Linked DNA regions of Anas platyrhynchos: region 2 is linked to region 1. Evidence: chromatin contacts called from public Hi-C data. All regions are on one chromosome and are shown on one strand. The core of a region is the stretch at or near the end of the contact, and the rest is flanking DNA. Distances in the headings are between cores, read along the strand shown.

Region 1 (7,063 bases), core at 1,915-4,414:
CCGGGGGGTCCCGCTGCTGCCCCCCTTCCTTCTCCCCCGGGCTGGCAGCGTGCAGGGCGCCGCGGGGGCGAGGGCTGCGCTGCTCGGCACGAAAGCAAGGCCCAGGAGCACACGTCGGGGGGGTCCGGGACCGACACGGAGTGTGGGGTCACCCACGGAAGGAGCGCGGGTCGTGGTCCTCGTGTCCGTCAGACCCGGCACCTCCACAACCCCGACAAGCCGGTGGCGAAGGGGGGTGCGCAGGGACCCCGCCCAGGGCTGGGGGCCAAGGCAGGGCTTGGACTGGAAAGGGCCATTTCCATCACCTCCCAAATTTCCAGTGTGAGAAGAAAGGCAGGGAAAAGGCGGATGGGATTATCACAGAGGCTCCGGCGCTTGTTGGAGGAGTGGATTGCAGAAAGGATGTCAGGAAGCCGGTCGATTTTATATTTGAATAAATTTGGTTTATTTTAATCAAATATCAATAGTAGAAGATTTATATATTTCTAAGATCTTTTATTCAAATTTATTAAATTTATTTAATTTACTCAACATTAGATAAGAACAAGAATTAAAATAGTACGAGTGCACTTGTCTTGATTAATAAAGCATTGTTAAATGTCTCGCTTATTGGTATTTGTCCTTGGAAATTTATGTCGATTCCCGCAATCACCGTCTTTTAATATTGCAAAAAATAATATATATTTATATATATATATATCATTAGAAATGTATTGCTACAAACTCTGTATCAAATTTCAAAAAAAAAAAAAAAAAAGGGACTAGATGAACTGTTAAATCTAGAGATTGTTCCGGGAACGGTTAAGACCAAGACTCAACAAAACCGCAAGCACCGAAGCACCCGAAGCAGGGGGACGTCAGGCGGAGGACACGGGGTCACTCGTCCCCCGCAGGACTATGTCCAAGGGGACACGGGGCCGAGATGTCTCGGGCTGTGGCGCTCGTTATTTCGATAGCCTTTCTCCAAGGCTTTTAGGGCAAAATTTAATTCGTCTGGCCTTCTGCTCTGTCTTCTTCCAGATCATGTGCTTCCTTTTTGGCCTCCCCTTCCTTTCCCTCCTGTCTGGAAGCGGGGAATTTGTCCTTGTTGTTCTCCTTTTTCCATTTCATCCTTCTGTTCTGAAACCAGATCTTTACCTGCCTCTCGGTGAGTCCTAGTGCGTGGGACACCTCGATCCTTCTCTTCCTGGTCAGATAGGGGTTAAAAAGGAACTCCTTTTCCAGCTCTAGAGTCTGGAATCGGCTGTATGTTTGTCTTCCTCTCCTCCTACCCGGCGCTGCTGTTTAAAACAAAAACACAGGATTTTGGGGGTTGGTGCTGTCGTTCAAAGCACGGCGTTCAGCAGCGGGCCGGGCAGCCAGAGTTCGGGCCCCTCCACAAATCCCTCGAGAGAAGCGGCACGGAGACGCGGGGCGAAAGCAGACCGCGGAGGACCCGGAGGAGCCCAGAGCCATACAGACGGGCGCAGGGAAAATAATAATAATAATAATAATAAAAAAGACCCTCAAAGCCCAGCCACGCCGATGCATCAGGCGCCTTCAGAGGTGGCGGGGCCGAGTTTAGGGGGCACCTTTCTGCTAAATGGCAGCTGCCCCCCGCCCTCAAGCCTCCTGCCTTGCCGTGCGTGTCAGCTGCGCCCGGGTGCCTGGGAGGCGAGTTTTGCGGGCTGCTCTCGGGTGGCAGCCGCCTTCCCGGAGGCTTCTGTTTGCTCCCTGTCTTATTTTATTATCACGAGCCGTCGCGGTTACAGGAGTCGCGGAGAGAGAGGCAGGGAGAGAGGGAGGCAGAGGCAGAGAGCGGGAGGCAGGGGGAAAGAAGCGGGAGGAGGAAAAGAAAAGTTTCGAACTCAGACGTGAGATGGAAGCAAATTTTGACTGCGTCCAACCTTGTGGTCTCATCCAGGGAAACATTTGAGCAGGAGACGAGCTCTGATTTAAGTGGTCTGGTTCCTCGCCAATATTAGCACTGGACGATTTACAGTCAGGATATTGTACCAGCTCGGCCTCTTGCTGTGTCGTAAAAATCTGCTGTCTCTGTAAGTTATCGTATCCGTAAAATTTAGCGGGCTCCCCGTGACAGGTAACCCCGCTGCAGGGGGCAGGAGGCGGAGGCGCGGCAGGGGGAGGAGGAGGCGGCTGGTAGGCGGCCGTGGGGCTCCCCCCGGCCGGCTGGTAAAAGTCCGCGGCCGCTCCGCCGCCGCCCCCCGCCCCGCCGGCCGCGGGCTGCGGGAAGCCGGCGGCGGCCCCGCCGTTCCCGTAGAGCAGGGCGGCGGCGGCGGCGGCGGCGGCGTGGCGGCCGCTCACCTCGGGCGAGAAGTGGCAGTCGTAGTACGGGGGGCTGAGCGGCTCCCCCGCCGCCGCCGCCGCCGCCGCCGCTGCCGCCGCCGCCGCCGCCGCCGCCTTGTACTTGGAGTAGAGCGGGTTGACAAAGTAGGAGCTCATCGGGGAGGGGGCAGCGGCCGGCGGGGGCGCGGGCGCGGGCACGGGGCGCTGCTCCCCCCCGCCGCAGCCGCCGCCGCCGCCGCCGGTGCCTCTACGCCGCGCTCATGGTGCCGCCGCCGCCGCTAGCCCGTGCGCTCCCCTCTCCTGCTCTCCGTGTATGCGGTGACCAGGACTGGAATATAATCGCTCCCAAAATGACCTGCCTCACTGCTTTTACTATTTCCTATTAGGCACACAGCAGCCCGCGCACGCACACACACACACACACACACACGCACGCACGCACACGCTCATGAGCTCAGGGGGGACTTTTGGCTTCAGTTTACATGTGCCGCTCCTCAGGCAAGAAAAAAACCCGGCCCGGCCCTGCCCGGATCCACCCCAGCCGCGGCGCCCCCGCTCCCCCCGCCGGTGCGCGCTCGCCAGGAGCCGCCGGTCCCCCGCCGCGCGGGGCGAGGCTCCGCGCAGATGCCGCGCGATAACCGCGGGCGCGCTGCCCGGGGCGTCGCCGCCCGTCCCGCCGAGGCCGAGCCGGCGGGGGAGCCGCGGCCAGCAGGCCGGGAGGCTGCGAGGGCGGCCCGGGGGTCCCGGTGCGGGAGGGCGGCAGCTCGCAGGGGCAGGGGCCCTCCGGGTCATTTCCTCGCAGGCGAGCGGAGTGCTGGGAAATGAGATGCACATTTACCCTTGACGCCGTGCACGCATGGCTGAGGCTGCAGGTTAATTGATACTTAATGGAAATCATGCCTATGAATATACTTTCCATCATTTCACCCTTGGAGGACGTCATTACCGAGGCAGAGAGAGGGAGGAAGAAAGGCGTGTGGGTGAGCGGTCAGCTCCGCTCGGGGACGCCGTCCGAGGGAAACAGGCGAGCCCGGCTCCCGGGGACGGAGGAAGGAAGGAAGGAGGGAAGGAAGGAAGGAGCGAAGGCGCTGCCCACCGGGCTCGCTGCGGGCCCCCGCGGGGGGAGCACGGCCGGGCGCTGAGCGCTGCCCTCGGCCTCCGCCGCGCTGGAGGCTCGGGGAAGGAGGCCCGGGAGGCTGCGCAGGCCCCGCTGCCCCGGTCCGAGGAGCACCGTCTTCCCCGTCCTCTCTTCACAACGCTTCTGGCGGACCGCTCTTCCTGCTGCGGGAACCAGCTTTTTTTAAGGGCAGACACCCCCAGGAGCTCGAGTCCGCCCTGCTTTGAACAGAGACGAAAAATGTAGGTGAAATCTAATACGGGCTCCGCCAGAGCCACGTGTGACCGTCTGGTGTGAATTGACAAAAATATTTGTGGTTACATAAAAGACATCGCAGGCTCCTTCCCCATCACACCCCGCCGCCCCCACCCCCACCCCATGTCCGAGGCCCTCGTCGTGCTGCTCTTTTTGTCTCGGCGGCCGGCCTGGGTCCCCGCACATGAGCAGGGACTTACGGAGGCCGGTAAAGGCCTCTCGGCCGTGGTGAGGCTGTGCCGGGCCCAGCGAGGGCACAGTGACGCCCCCCGCCCGGCCCAGCGAGGCCCGAGGCGCAGAAACCCCCGTGCCCTAGGTTTTGGGGCCCAGAGCGGCGCGGTGCCCAAATGCTCTCCCCACCGAGGCCGCTCTGCGCTGACACAACCCCCCCTTAACCCCACAGACCGGTTGGGGGGGGACGTGAGAGGCCCCGGGTGTTGGGGGGCACACGGATTTTTGGTGCTAGCGGGAAAGAGCAGCGAGAGAGCAGCGCAGCGCTACCCCCCGAGGCCGGAGCAGGGGCGGCCGGGCAGGGGGGAGGCACAAAAGCACCGCCCGAGCCCTGCGCAGCGCGGGGAGGGGGGAGGGGGGGGCAGCGGTTGCTTCCGCGGCCTCCCGCGGAGCTGTGGCCAAGGCTCCGCGGCTGCCCCCCGCGTGCGGGACCTGCCGGGATGCCCGGCACCGTCCCCGCGGGGCTCTGGACCCCGGGGTCCCGGCGGGGGGGGCGCGCAGCGCTGCGCGGGGCGCGGAGCGGTGCGGAGCGGCGGGGCGCGGCACCGCGCCTAGGGTGGAGCGTGCGCGCCCTCTGGCGGCGCGCGGCGGCAGGCACAGGGGACAGGGACAGGGGGACAGGGACAAGGACAGGGACAGGGGAAAGGGACAGGGGCACAGGGACACAGGGACAGGGACGCAGCGACAGGGGACAGGCAGCCCCACTGCGGCCTCAGCCCCGCCGCCAAGGGGGGTCCGCCAGAACCAGGACGGCGCCGCTGCCGCCGCCAGAGATCGGCGCGGTGTTATGTTCGCCTCTCGACGAGCTTGGTCACGAGCAGCTTTTCCTTTCCTTTCCTTTCCTTTTTGGTTTTGCTTTTATTCCTTTTTTTTTTTTTTTTTTTTTTTTTCCTTTTGGGAGGGGGTGGTGGTGGTTGTGGTGTCTGTCGGAGTTTCCAGTGCCATTTTCTCAGCACATTTCGGTGACCCTCTTTTAATTTTTTGCCAGTGCTATAATTAACTACATACAAAGAATGCGCCTCGTTTACACATGGCAGCCAGCAGAGACGCCTGAGCTTTGAAGACCGCTGCTATCGCGTTTTCGATCATGTTTCCCCACATATTACACCACGAATACTCCATGTGTGGTAGTTTCAGAGCTCTCCGTTTTTGTCTTGAACATGTTATTTTGTTTGCCCGTGCGTTTATGTATCTAAAGATTGATTTATGTAAACGAAAGTAAAGATGAATCTTTGTTTACCCCCGCTCCATCACACATGCCTGTGAATTATTCGGAATAATGTGTGTGCGTGTGCACGCGACTGTGCATATGTACAAACATACATTAACACAACCAACGGGTAGGGATTAAATTATTGTTTAGTTTGACACTAAAAGCGATTTACATGGAGGAACTGCGCGTTGACGTTCGAGACGTTTCATTTTCTCTCTGCCATTTTGAAATAAGCACACACAGTATCAGAAGCAAGTAAAAGAAAAAGAAAAGGAAAAAAAATGAAAATATACTAGATAAAAATACGTCATAGTGCCTGAGATAAAATATTAAAAGGAAATGATGTGGGCTTGGTGACAATTTCTTAGCAGAGCCTCTGCTAGAACCAACCTAACAGTGCTCAGTGGCAAGAATATAGTTTACGTGTTGTTATCTGTAGATCACACACATATAGACCGGTTATTTTCGAAAATATGAACGCTAAGATGGTAGGATTCAGCACGGTAGAATATCCAACAAAATACATTTCCACTAATCAGTGGACTTGGTAAAATCTGTTTCGTGACCTTCGTGTCTTTTTTGAGACTGTTGCCTTGGCCCAACGCTGACGTGTTGAAATTTATAGTCCAAGATTTTAAGACCTAGTTTGTCTGCATTTTTGGCTTTTTTTTTTCCTCTAACAAACACAAACATCAAAATAAGGTGGTTTCAAAGAAAAGCGCCATAGCATATCGTAAACTCATTAGGTCCAGACGTCTAGCCATCTCAATGGTTTTATTATACCACGGTTCTTCCTGTTTTAAAAGAATTATAGGTATCTTCTCGACAATAGATGGGAAGCAATGCAACACCTTTTCCTGGCACTACATGTTTTTTGCCTTTTTTTTTTTTTTTTTTTTTTTTTTAGAGAAAGAGAGAGAGGTAGAAAACATTAAACGCGAGGTCTCTCGGCTCTCCCCTTAATCTTGAATTAACCGAACTGCTCGTAAATATTTACGGGTCCTTCATTTTAATGGTTGCTCTTTAAACAAAGCATTTTTTACAATGAACTTCATCTCAATTATCTTGATAAAGCCATGTGTGTTTATAAATGTTGAAGGCATGAGACGTGCTGCGAAATGATCTTTCGCCAATATCGCTGCAGGTTTGGAAGTAGCCTGGTGTCTCCAGAGCTTCCCAACCTCCAGATTAAAGAGCGCGGAGATCAGAAACGGCCAAAAAAAAAAAAAAAAAAAAAAAAGGGAAAACAAAACAAGAACTGTTTGGGCAAATAAGCGCCGTTTGGCTTATTCGGAGGAGCGGTGCGGAAATCTTTCCTAAATGACCCTCAGAGCTCCCCGAGCGAGCCCGAAGGCCGCGCACAAAGCCAGCAAAGCGGCGGGCGCACCCGGCCGAGCCCCTGGAGCCAGGGGAGCTTTCCCCCGGCCCGGGGCTGGCAGCGGGGCCGCCGTGCCCGCAGCAGCGCGGAGCGGTGCGGAGAAGAGCGGCGAGGCCGGCGGGAGGGAGGCGCGGGGCTGTGCGGGGCTTTGCGGACAGGGCAGGGCGAGGGACGCACAGATTTCTGCTCCGAGCGCAGCGCTTTTCGTTCGCAGCCTTTATTTTGTAATAGCGGACAACAGTTACAGCAGGTCGGGAGGCAGAGACGTGGTGGGTAGTACAGCATTTACCGGGGTCGAGAGCGGCAGCGAGCCGGGGGACCGAGAAACGTGAGGCCTATTGCGAACGGCTTCGGGTCTGAGACAACCTCCTAACAGTGCACTAAAAGGGGGGGGGGGGGGGGGGGGTCTCTCGTGGCCTCTCTGTGGCATCTATTGCGAAGGAGCGCAATTCAGACCTAGAAAGCAGAGGGTCGGGGTAAGGTTTCCTTTTAATAACTCGTGGACGACACAACACCCCCACTGATTGAAGCGACTGTAATTTAATATATATCTTGTTACCATAATTATAGTTATTTTCCTTAC
Region 2 (7,063 bases), core at 1,851-4,350, 170 kb before region 1:
CCCAGACTGAACAATCCCAGTTCCCTCAGCTGCTCCTCACAGGACTTGAGTTCCAGGCCCTTCACCAGCTTCATAGCCCTGCTCTGGACACGTTCCAGGGCCTCGATGTCCTTCTTGTAGTGAGGGGCACAAAGCTGAACACAGTACTCAAGGTGTGGCCTACCCACCGCAGAGCACAGGGCAGTGATCACCTCCCTGCTCCTGCTGGCCACACTACTTCTGATACAACCCAGGATGCCATTGGCCTTCTTGGCCACGTGGGCACACTGCTGGCTCATGTTCAGGCGAGAATCAGTCGTCACCCCCATTCTCCTGGGATGGGAGCAGACACAGGGGCACTGGTGAAAACACCAACTGGCCATACTGTGCAAGGAGGAGAAATGGGCACAGACATGTATCCACGGGAGCCCAGGTGTGCTTCCACTTCTGGGTTGCCCACGTTTCTGTGAAACCATGTTAAAATCCTACTGCTGCTCAAACTGCCGCCATCTTGTCTCCCCACTTCCCTCTCTCTGGGAGGCAGCGGCAGCCATCTTGTGGCACCTGAGCTTGAGCTTCTGGGTTGCCCAAATTTCCATGAAAACGTGTTAAAATCTCACTGCTGCCCACAGCGCTGTCTCTGGGCTCTCTCCTCACAGCATTCAGGCTCTGCAGAGGGTGTCAAAACCAGCCGATTTTACAAAGCATGTGTTTCAAGGGGACCATTTCCACTGGCATTATAGGCAATATCGGCAAGGATGGGGCAAAAAAGTGGAGGATGTAGGACTAGAGGGACTGGCCTCAAGTTGCGCCAGGGGAGGTTCAGGCTGGAAATTATAGAAGATTTCCTCTCAGAAACAGTAGTCGGACGCTGGAATGTGTTGCCCAGGGTAGGTGGTGGAATCACCATCCCTGCGGGTGTGTAAGGAAAGGCCGGACATGGTGCTTAGTGACATTGTCTAGCGGGTGGTATTGGTGGCTGGGGTATGGTTGGACCCGATGATACAGCTAAATAAAAACATCATACGATGGGTGAACAATTGGCTAACGGGCAGGGCCCAAAGGGTTATGGTGAATGGGGCTGAGTCAGGCTGGCGGGCGGTCACTAGTGGGGTCCCTCAAGGCTCCATTTTAGGGCCGGTACTTTTCAATATTTTTATAAACGATCTGGATGTAGGAATAGAAGGTATTTTGAGCAAGTTTGCTGATGACACCAAACTTGGAGGAGTTGTGGACTCGAATGAGGGTGGAAAGGCCTTGCAGAGGGATCTGGATAGGTTGGAGAGCTGGGCAATCGCCAACCGCATGAAGTTCAATAAGAGCAAGTGCCGGGTCCTGCACCTGGGACGGGGAAACCCTGGCTGCACGTACAGACTGGGCGATGAGACGCTGGAGAGCAGCCTAGAAGAGAGGGATCTGGGGGTCGTGGTAGACAGCAAGTTGAATATGAACCGGCAGTGTGCCCTGGCAGCCAGAAGGGCCAACCGTGTCCTGGGGTGCATCAAGCACGGCATCGCTAGTAGGTCGAGGGAGGTGATTGTCCCGCTCTACTCTGCGCTGGTGCGGCCTCACCTCGAGTACTGTGTGCAGTTCTGGGCACCACAGTATAAAAAGGACATGAAACTGTTGGAGAGTGTCCAGAGGAGGGCTACGAAGATGGTGAAAGGCCTGGAGGGGAAGACGTACGAGGAACGGCTGAGGGCACTGGGCCTGTTCAGCCTGGAGAAGAGGAGGCTGAGGGGAGACCTCATCGCAGTCTACAACTTCCTCGTTAAGGGGGTGTCGAGAGGCAGGAGACCTTTTCTCCATTAACACCAGCGACAGGACCCGCGGGAACGGGGTTAAGCTGAGGCAGGGGAAGTTTAGGCTTGACATCAGGAGGGGGTTCTTCACAGAGAGAGTGGTTGCACACTGGAACAGGCTCCCCAGGGAAGTGGTCACTGCACCGAGCCTGTCTGAATTTAAGAAGAGATTGGACTGTGCACTTAGTCACATGGTCTGAACTTTTGGGTAGACCTGTGCGGTGTCAAGAGTTGGACTTGATGATCCTTAAGGGTCCCTTCCAACTCAGGATATTCCATGATTCTATCTTGAAGGTCTTTTCCAACCTTAACAATTCTATAATGTCTGGGTGGCAGAAGACCACCACACGCATTCATCTTCAGGCTATGGGCATATCCTGGCGCCTCGTGGCGCCAGCTCGGACCGACCAGAAGTTTTTTGTCGCCATCTAAAAACGAAAATTTAGTTGGAGCCCCAAGGGCCAGGTCTGTCTGCGCGCCCCAGGCCCGCTGCCCGGGCGGTCGTTGCGCCGCGCTGCCGCTGGGTGTCGCCCTTGATGGTGCCGCGGCGCGGAGGCGGGGCGCGCGGCAGCAGCACAAAAGGAGCGGCGCCGTTATTGCCGTCGCCATTTTGGCTCGTCGCCTCCCTCGGTGTGGGGGTGAGGGGAGGCGCGGTCTGCCGTCGCCATAAGCTGAGGTTTAGCCCTTAGGGGGCTGCCAGTAGAGCCGTGCGTCAGGATGTGCCTGGCCCCTTAGCGGCTCGCTCGGCGGGGGAGAGCCCGGCGTGGCAACGCCCTCACGGCCGGGGCGGGCGGCTGACAGAAAGCCTTTCCCGCCGCTTTTCGTGAGGGGAGGAAGCGCGCAGCGACGGGGGCGGCTGCGGGCCGCGCGGATTTGATGAGCAATTTATACCACAAAGGAATGCGGTGTACTGCATGTGCTCAGGGGGCGGCTTCACGAGCAGCTGATACAATTTGCTGGGAAATTGAATTTGGGGGCACAGAGAAAATCAAATCAGGGGCAGAAAAGTGATAAGAATGCTGAGCAAGGGCTTGTCCCAGAAATCACGGGTGAAGACTGATTTCACTGCCATAGAAATGGCAGAGCACTCCCAGCTGCCTGAAAATCAAAATCATGAGGAGACAGCATATGGCAAAAGTGCCCAGCGATTGTTTTCACTTTTTCCTCTTGGAAGTCAAGAGTCAAAGCTGGGGAAACATACACGCCTTCCTGGTCCTTTCACAGGAAGATCCCTTTCAGAGTCATTTTTCCACATACAGCTTAAACCTTTCTCACAATGGTTGCCGAATTTGGCCCGTGGAGGGGGATGTGGAAGGTGCCTCTAGAGAACACATCTATTGGTGTTGCCTTGTCCTGTCTCCAGGGCACTCCTGTGCGACAGGGTGACGTTCACCTGTGACCTTATGAGGAGAGGCGAGGGCAGCACCTGCAGCAAGGCATGGCAGGTTCATCATAATGCCAAGTGTCATGTTTGGCAATCCCTCTTCATGGATATCTCGGGATTATCATAAAAGGCGCATTTCTGTCTAGGTCTGTGTGTTAGCAACAGACCACATCTAGACAAATTTCTATGGCATTGCCATTAGCAGCCACTCACATCTGCAAGCGTATTGTGAACACTCACTAAAAAAAAAAAAAAAAAAAAAAAAGTGAAGAAAAATGAAAATGGAAATTAGGAGACGAGAAGCTTGTAATAGAGATGATTCATCAAGACAGCTGTGTGCAAAGGTGAAAGATACTCAACACCTTAGGCAATAAAAGGACCCAAGTCTTCTTTGACATAAACTTTGATGTAGATGTTTTGATGTAAAAAAATAGGCTCAATGTAAACCAGTACAGAATCAAGCTTTTTAACTCCTATGGGAAAGCTGCTGAGCCTAAATGAGGTTCTGTCAGAGAATTAGATTATGTCTCTTTCTGAATTGTTCAGAATGGCAGAACTAGCCAAAAAATGAAAACTTTATCTTAAGGAATTTGTCCCATTCCAAAACTGAGTTTTGCAAGTGAAAGTACGGTGTTAAAAATTATTAGCTTTAAAATGCCATAACAAAAATTATTATTTTTGGCATGGCATAATTCAGCATTCCATGGAATATAGTGAACAGCCATCATCCTGATTAATCCTGGTACAGCAAAAACACATTGTTTAGCTCAAGCAGCCCTTTAAAGTCAGACTGTCACTTTTCCTGTGTGGAATTTTCTCTCTCAGGATGCTGCCATCGTTACAGGGCAGGAATAGGAGCTCTCCTTGCATTGATGACCTTCCTCCTTCCACAAACCAGGTGGAAGGGGGCAGAGTCTAGCCCCCCATTTACATCCTCGAAGGTCTTTTCCCCAGCCTGTGATGCCGTATCAAGTTGTGGAAGGAACTAGTGGCAGTGTGTTAATACAATATCAAAAATGTTGCTTTCCTCTTCTGCCCATCTCCTTTCCTGCTTGGTCCACAAACTTTTCAAAGTAGCTTATTGTAGACTTTCATTGGAGTTTACAGGAAGATATGTCTTACATCGCCTTAATAAACTGAGACATTTAAAGAGAGCTGGGAATCCCCTTGGGAGAAAAGGGACCTTTAGAACAATTCTTGTCACAGCAAACTGCTGTGTAATTTCAGCTTTAAAATTCCGCATGTGAAGTGTCAAATCTACAGACATCAATGCCACCAGCACTGATGAAGAAACACTGGCAATCTTTGAGAAGATGTCTAACAATAGCAGCAGGGACAGATTGGGAGCCAGTTGGTTTTTGTTTGTTTCTTCTCATACACATTCACGCAGGCCCACATGCTCGGTAGTGGTCTGCTCAGGCAACGAATCACTGAGAAGTATGCAATGACATGCATATCTAGATATCTTGCCAAGCATATCTAGATGGTTTTACCCACGCATTCTCCTGGTCAATAAAAGTACTAAATTTGCCAGTTCTAGCTAGAATTTAGGTAGAATACTCACTAGTTGAAAATGTCTTCAAAACCAAGCAAAGCAACGTGTTAAGCTGGAGCTGGTGGCTGCTAGCCTGCTAACCTTTGGTAAAGGCAGCTAGGCTGAGTGGCTCTGCTGCTTAGCATGAATCAGAAAGTGCAGATAGCTATAACAGGTCTTGGGGAAAACAGCAAATTTGTACAAGAAGAAATTAATGAATACAAGTTTTTTCTTTTATTTTCATGTTTTGGCTAATCTACCACATTATCAGCGTTATTAATTTCCTTGTTTTAAGAATGAGCAATCCCATGTTATATGAACATTCTAAACACTGCTGTAGCAAAGGTCTCAGGTACCAAAATCTGCTGTATGCAGTTTGTGTTGTGGCCTGACATCAAAAAAGACGTAAAGAACAAAAGAGTATCTTGCAAAGTACTGCACAATGAGACATACTGATAACAATCCCCATCCTCAAGAATCCGTAACCGTTTCTCTACTTCTCAGATTAGATATTACAGAATCATAAAAGTTGGAAAGAACCTCCAAAATCATCTGGTCCAGCCATTCCCCTACTACCAATGGCATCCACTGAACCATGTCCCTAAGCACCAGGTCCAACCTTTCCTTAAACACCCCCAGGGACGGTGACTCCACCACCTCCCTGGGCAACCCGTCCCAGTGCCTGACTACTCTTTCTGAGAAGAAATATCTCCTCATTTCCAACCTAAACCACCCCTGGTGCAACTTGAGGCCATTCCTTCTTATCCTATCACTAGTTATCTGTGAGAAGAGGCCGACGCCAAGATCCACACAACTTCCTCTCGGGTAGCAGTAAAGAGCAATGAGGTTTCCCCAGAGCCTCCTCTTCCCCAGACTGAACAATCCCAGTTCCCTCAGCTGCTCCTCACAGGACTTGAGTTCCAGGCCCTTCACCAGCTTCATAGCCCTGCTCTGGACACGTTCCAGGGCCTCGATGTCCTTCTTGTAGTGAGGGGCACAAAGCTGAACACAGTACTCAAGGTGTGGCCTACCCACCGCAGAGCACAGGGCAATGATCACCTCCCTGCTCCTGCTGGCCACACTACTTCTGATACAACCCAGGATGCCATTGGCCTTCTTGGCCACGTGGGCACACTGCTGGCTCATGTTCAGGCGAGAATCAGTCGTCACCCCCATTCTCCTGGGATGGGAGCAGACACAGGGGCACTGGTGAAAACACCAACTGGCCATACTGTGCAAGGAGGAGAAATGGGCACAGACATGTATCCACGGGAGCCCAGGTGTGCTTCCACTTCTGGGTTGCCCACGTTTCTGTGAAACCATGTTAAAATCCTACTGCTGCTCAAACTGCCGCCATCTTGTCTCCCCACTTCCCTCTCTCTGGGAGGCAGCGGCAGCCATCTTGTGGCACCTGAGCTTGAGCTTCTGGGTTGCCCAAATTTCCATGAAAACGTGTTAAAATCTCACTGCTGCCCACAGCGCTGTCTCTGGGCTCTCTCCTCACAGCATTCAGGCTCTGCAGAGGGTGTCAAAACCAGCCGATTTTACAAAGCATGTGTTTCAAGGGGACCATTTCCACTGGCATTATAGGCAATATCGGCGAGGATGGGGCAAAAAAGTGGAGGATGTAGGACTAGAGGGACTGGCCTCAAGTTGCGCCAGGGGAGGTTCAGGCTGGAAATTATAAATATAATTATATATCATTAGATAATTGTTATATTTGTGATATGTTATTGTATAATTATATACCATATTTTTATAATTATACATATATAATAGTGTATATTAAATAATATTTATATTACTATATAAAACATTTCCAACAGCAATGTGACTATTCACCCAAGGTTTGTCCAACCTCAATCAAAGAAAACTGGCAGGAATGGCTATCTTGTACTTCTGCTGACACAGCCATTAAGATGCTGCTAGTGACAGAAGTCTTTATGCAAGAGAATGTCTGTTAGACTTGCAAACTTTTCTATATTTGCTAGTATCAGATAATCTCACTTTTGAGACTGTTGAACTGAGTTTGAACAGGCAGGTGAGATTCCTCTGCCTGTCAACCAGCAGTTGTAGCAATTGCCCTAAACACAGTTGTTCTAAATAAAATCACAGATATTGAAGTGTTCCTCTGCTTTGCTGCTAGTAGCAGCACACAGCTCGTAGCACTTGAGTTTCTGGTGCTTTCAAGCTGGTTTTGAGGGCCATATAAAAAACAAGTTTGTCTAACCCCAAGTAAGCAAAGAAGGAAGTCTTTCAAACAAATAGTAAAGATTCTCAATCCAGAATTGAGAATCTTTTAGAATGTAGCAGAAACTAGTCATAAAAGTCTCATTTTTGCAGTGAAAGGATTCTTTTGAGGTA

Evidence for each region. Hi-C and Micro-C count contacts between places; a contact is called where the count stands out from the background.
Region 2: a Hi-C map of subcutaneous adipose tissue shows a contact between it and region 1, with 4 times the contacts expected there. The contact joins the enhancer-like site here to the promoter of HOXD8 in region 1. A contact is called at or near these places in 2 of 8 Hi-C or Micro-C datasets (skeletal muscle and subcutaneous adipose tissue).

What each region holds. Positions count from the first base shown.
Region 1 is chr7:23,195,603-23,202,665 of IASCAAS_PekinDuck_T2T, reverse strand. HOXD8 (homeobox D8) reads right to left here and starts at 3,164. Exons shown (of 2, transcript XM_038182248.2): 1 at 1,887-3,164; 2 at 422-1,277. The coding sequence starts at 2,442. The coding sequence ends at 985. It overlaps HOXD9 (homeobox D9), which reads right to left. Exons shown (of 3, transcript XM_072040982.1): 3 at 6,678-7,063.
Region 2 is chr7:23,362,333-23,369,395 of IASCAAS_PekinDuck_T2T, reverse strand. The region is part of intron 2 of LOC140002944 (a long non-coding RNA gene); the gene reads right to left. Among named protein-coding and RNA genes, the nearest start is that of MTX2, 110 kb to the right of the region's middle. Within about 2 kb of position 3,100, at least 3 of the 8 cell types and tissues checked have an H3K27ac peak or open chromatin away from gene starts, as enhancers often do. A contact at or near this core is called in subcutaneous adipose tissue, where this site is marked.